2 separate regions of the Mus musculus genome follow, and region 1 is linked to region 2. A link is a contact called in public promoter capture Hi-C data. All regions are on one chromosome and are shown on one strand. The core of a region is the stretch at or near the end of the contact, and the rest is flanking DNA. Distances in the headings are between cores, read along the strand shown.

Evidence for each region. Promoter capture Hi-C pulls out the DNA fragments that hold promoters and counts their contacts.
Region 1: a promoter capture Hi-C map of pre-B cells shows a contact between it and region 2, with 4 times the contacts expected there. The contact joins the promoter of Hint3 here to the promoter of Shprh in region 2. A contact is called at or near these places in 3 of 39 promoter capture datasets (cranial neural crest, liver and pre-B cells).

The regions. Positions count from the first base shown.
Region 1 is chr10:30,617,056-30,619,874 of GRCm38.p6, forward strand. Hint3 (histidine triad nucleotide binding protein 3) reads right to left here and starts at 1,311. Exons shown (of 5, transcript NM_025798.3): 1 at 1,148-1,311. The coding sequence starts at 1,297.
Region 2 is chr10:11,148,152-11,150,992 of GRCm38.p6, forward strand. Shprh (SNF2 histone linker PHD RING helicase) reads left to right here and starts at 1,279. Exons shown (of 30, transcript NM_001077707.1): 1 at 1,279-1,435.

The DNA of each region.
Region 1 (2,819 bases), core at 61-2,560, about 19 Mb after region 2:
GCATAGCCTTAGCTGTCCTTGAATTCACTGCATTGACCAGGTTGGCCTCCAACAGAGAGATCTTTCTGCCTCTGCCTTTCTGAGTGCTGGAATTAAAGGCATGTACCACTACCACTCAGCTATTTCTAAGAGCCCCTTAAAAATAATTCGTATCAATGCCATGAGACTCATACACAAAGAGTAAGACACTGCCCTTGGTACTGGTAAGCCCCCTGCTAAGAATATGTGATATGCCCTTTGCTTAAATGAATTCTAAAAATACAGTAAGAAAACCATACAGAGATCTGTGAGGCAAAGAATCATCTCTGACTTTTGTTGGAAAGATTCCTCAAACAAATTCTTCATGATGCTGGCAACCCTGATTATACCAAAACAAATAATTTCCTCTGCTCTTATTTGTATAATTATATATCAACAACTTATATAAGTGCAATCATTTCCTGTGTTTACAATGAATATATGTGTAATAAGAATTTTAAATGCAAGATGATAAATCTCTCTCAAAAGATTAACTCTTTATGAAGGATGATGAGATGTAAAAATGTTAGACCCAGGGGAAAGGGAGAGTTTTCTGGAATTTCCAGGCATGACATGACTGTTGCTCTCCCGATCTCGCAGCAAGTATGATTAACTACACTTGATCTGCACAGGTTTGAACCCTGTCGAGATCTTGTAACGAAAAGGGGAGTAGTTCATGAGGCTCTCACGGTAGATAAGGAAGATTCTTACAAGCTATTAACTGTAAGTATCAGTTCGACTTCAGACCCAGTCCTGAAACCCCATTCCAGCCCATTTCAGTCAAATTCACACTTCTTCACCACGTCCAAGACCTGTTTTCAGCAAGTTGTACGCTCTCTAACGATACTGGAAGAATACATAATTTTAAAATTACTATCTAGAGAAGAGGAAGACTCCCTAAAATAAAAGTAAAGACACAGGATGCTGCTGTGTTGCAAATGCATGCGAGGGAGGCGAGAATGCTGGGCTCTATCACTGCTATCTCTCCCTACTGAACAGCAAAGGCAACACTGGAGACCTCTGGGTCCCTGACAGAAGTCAGTCACTGTTTAGTTCGTCTGCAGAGACAGAAGCCTGCGAGCAGGGATTGGATGCCTGGTCCCCACCCACCCGGCCTGTCGCCGCCCACCTCACAGTGAAAGAGTTCAGTTTTGGGTTCCTGACCCGCCGCCACGCGGCAGAACACGCAGTTGCTGTCATAGTTCCAGGACTCCGAGGTCCCAGGCGAGGACCCCTCGGGATCCGGCTCTCCGACCAAGCCCGCTTGCTTCTCAGCCATGGCGGCCGAAAGGCGACGTCAGGATCAGCTGAGGTGCGCAAGGCCCGCCTCGGGCGGATGCACCTGGAATCGCCGCCCTAGGGTGGCCCGCCTAGTGACACGGAGTCTGCGCACGCGCAGGGCCAGACTCTGGGTATGGGACACACCAGATAGCTCGGCCTCTAAAAGGGCGACGATCAGAGGGCAAGCCCGGCGCTCCGTGATGACGAAAGCAGCGCAGCCGCAGGAGCCCACTGCTCAAAGGCGTTTTCTGACGGGAAGACCTATCCAGGGGTTGGTAACATTCATCTAAAGTGTAAAGGATATTGCTTTCACGTCCCTATAGTGTATTACACTCCCGTTACAAAAGAAAAAGAGTATAGAAATTCGATTCTTTTAAGGGTATGAGAGGATGAGTCAAACGTATAGAGAGCCTTGTTTGGCAAAGTGAAATTTCCGAGTTTCCTGTGTACTTACTTGTTCAGCCACAGTAATTTTAGGATCTGAAACCAAACCAAACAAACAAACCCGGCCAAATTGGTCTCTACATGTTTGCTTTTGTTTATAGTACAATGTAAATCGAAAGGGTCTCCTATCACACATATGTCATATGGAGAGAAAAGGTAGTAATTGAGAAATTCCCTGCCAGGTCACCTGATTCATTGTAACAATTTTCTCTTGTATTCCCGGCTATTTAGGAAAGAGAGGGAGAGAAACCCTTTGGGAACAATCATGCGCGGAAAAGTATCAGTTCTTAAGTATGATGTGATCTCACCTTTTTACAATACATGGCATTTGCTGAGCACCAAATACTCTGTTTCTCTAATTGTGAAAACTCCCAAGGTTGATTATTTTATTACAGGTCTACAGAAAGAGACAGATTCAGACTTATTTTCTTACCACTTACCCAAATGATAAAATTCAAATAAATGTCTAGTTCTAGAACCCATAATAACACTTAGTGTGACTTTAAACTCAGTAGTGATTTTAAGTGAATTATCTTGTAATCTGAAACAGTAACGTAAGTTAAGTAAGAGTACATGCACATTCACGTTGCATTTAATTCCCTTTGTAGTTAACCATATGGTGTGCAATCATGACAATAGCTTCTCAGATCATCACAAGTTTGAGGCAGGACTCAGAAGCAGAAAATTTGACTTTGACACATTTAAATATTATCATGTTCCATGTCTGTTCTTACACTTTCATATCACGCTGCTTTTTTATGGTGTGTGTATGCATGCACACACACAGTAGCTGTATGTCTTTATCCATGTAGGTACTTGAGTACTTGGGCTGCCTCTTGGGCCATGGTGGGGGGGGGGGTGATCTGTAGATGCCTTTCATAACTGCTTGTTTGATATTGAAAGCTTTTGAGTTGACTTTGGCTTTGGTAAGGACAGGAGTTTCATCCTTTATTCTTGGTGCTATCATAGTGGAAATGTTCCCATAGACATTTCACAACAGTCTGATGAATAAAAGAATGATTTTCAGATCCCACGGGAAAACACTTTTGAGTTATGAGAGTTGCACAGTCACAAAC
Region 2 (2,841 bases), core at 29-2,528:
ATAGAGTAGTGATCTCTTTCTTTGCAAACCAGAACTTGTGTTTATTTTTAACACGTTTCTATAGGTGCCTCCTCTTCTGCCAGCCAGGAGCTTGACTGAGCAGCCATCAGCTTCAAAGCAAATCCTCTATCAAGAGAAAGGTACTGTGCTGAGAATTCAGTCAAAATATTTAAACATTTTGATATTTATACTCTGTTTAGACATGATGTATACTTACTGGACCACAACACAGAAACCAGAAAAAAAAATTAAAATTTTCTTAATTGCAATATTTATCACTATGGACTGGATCCAAGCCTAGCTTAGACATGATACAACACACCTGTATTGTTTCCAAACAAGGCAGCTGAGTTATATGAAAAGTGGGGATTCACGTGTAAGATCTGAGTGTGTCCAATAAGTCGGTTCTCCTGTCTGTACTATCATTAGATTATTTACCATCTACTAGGTGGTAAGACACAGTATTTTCATGAACAGATGTCTCACAACAGGGAATTTCCAGAAAGCCAAATAACAAGCGAACCTTTTCCTCCCCTGGAATTAGCTCTGGTGATTACAAAACAACCAAACAAACAAACAAAAAAAAAAATTACTCCACAGAAAAAAATTCGAAGGACATACAAAGCACTTGGTAAACACACTATTGAAATCCTCAGAGGAGAGACTTTTATGTCTACTGAAGATAGAATTCTCCCTTTGGAAAAGATACTGGGAGGCCTGCTTCAGCATAGCTGTATAATTTTTTTTCTCTTAAAACGTTTAAACATTTAAAGCCTTAGTAATTTTCTTGGCAAGAATAAATTTCTCTCTGGCTTCATTTTTCTCAGTTCCTTTTGAAGACATCGTCTCTGCCTTTTTTTTTTTTTTTTTTTTTTTTCCTTAGCAGATCGAATTCTTTTGGTTTAGTGGATTAATTGTATATTTGTTTGGGTATTATAATTGCTCAGCATCGTGAATTCCGTTTTATGTAACTTTCTGCCTTTTTATGAAAACCACAACTCACATCAAGCCTACCGCTCTGGCAAAGAGCCCCGCCCTCTCTGGCAAGAGGTCCCGCCCCTTCTTTCGGGCCCCGCCCATCCTGCATTTGCTAAAGCCACGGGAGGCGGGGAAAAGAGAGAGGCACAACCACCGCGAGACTTAAACCGTCTTCTACCGGGACCTCAGGGACGGGACATGCGCAGAGGTGCTTTTTGAAGCCAACACCGGAAAGAGGGGCGGAGCGTCCCGACTGGTCCTGCGCGTTCGCCTGGAGCGAGCGCTCCTGCTGGCCTCCTCAGCTGGCGCTGGCGGCTTCCGGCCTGGGTGCCAGGCTTCACCCAGCGTGCAGCGCGCATGCGCAACTCCCGCAGGTGAGTGTGGCGACTGTGGGCCCGGGATCTGCAGCCTGCGAGGAGGGCCGGGCCCGGCGACAGGTGCCTGCAGAGCGGCTGAGGTAGGTGAGGGTGCGTGCGGGCTCTGGGGTTAGAGTCGCGGCGGAGGGAGGCTGGCTCTGCGCGTCAGGGAAACTCCGAGGGCTCCTGCGCAGCTCCGGGATCCGGAGTGATCGGCCCTGCGAGGCCCCGCGGCTCGGCCCCAGCCCGGACGTGGGCCGAGCCCTTCTCGCGTGGGACGGGTGCTTGCTGCCCACGCTTGCGTGCTGAGGCCCTGTCACGAGCTGTCCCTCCGGCTCCTTCTTCGAGGATAACTTGCCTTGCAGGCTGGCGGTGCGTGGGACGACAGGTAGCTGGGAGGGATGCAGAGGCCGCCAAGTTAGGCTGGCAAACTCTCAAGCATTACAGTCGCCTGCAGAAGCGCCCTGGCTCCTGTGCATTGTGTGCACTTTGACGCTGCAGGTAGCGCTAGGTTGGTGAACGAAGATGTTGGTTTCTGGTTAAGGTACCCTGTGGGAGGAACGGTATTGTTTACAGTCTTGCCTTTTCACCGTGGTGCCTTTTAATCCACTTGGCTTGAATTTATCATGGCAAGTCTATGTTTTTCTCCTACGTGTTTGCCTTTGCTCCTGTATTTGCCTAGGTCCCATGATCGCTAACACCACTTTATTCTTTGTCTAAGCTTTTACTCTTTGTCTCAGTTAGGGTTTTACTCCCGTGAATAGACACCATGACCAAGGCAAGTCTTATAAAGGATGACATTTAATTGGCACTGGCTTACAGGTTCTGAGGTTCAGTCCATTGTCATCAAGGTGGGAGCATGGCAGCATCCAGGCAGGCATGGTGCAGAAGATGCTTAGAACTCCACATCTTCATCTGAAGCCTGCTAGCAGAATACTGGCTTCCAGGCAGCTCTTGCAGTCACACACTTACTGCAACAAGGCCACACCTATTCCAATTGGTCCAAACCTTTGAATAGTGATACTCCCTGCCAATCACACTGTTAATCCATAAAACTAGTGTGTGTGTGTGTGTGTGTGTGTGTGTGTGTGTGTTCTTCCCTCCTCTGTATAAGGATCGATCGAAGTTTTGTTAACGCTTTGGGATTGTCAAGCTCATTGGAATTAAAAGAGCAGTGGTGTGGGGTTAAATACAACTAACATGTGAGACAGGCATTTATTTCTGATGTAGTGAGAGGTTTGTCTTCCTAGTTGTTGGCCATCAAGTATAGTATTATAATTTGTCTTCTTTAATGGGATTGTTTCTTAACTGAAAATTTCTACCAAACATGAGTGAAACTGTCACAGCATTTGATACATGAGATCATGGTTAAAGTGTTTCTTACCTGTTAGTTTTGTCCTTGAGGTGACCAATTACCAATCCCTTCTGATGGGAAGACACAGTGGGGTGTTCTTGTTGCAGCAGCTTGGTCACACCTTGTTGCTCACACCTGGGTAGATAAGAAAAC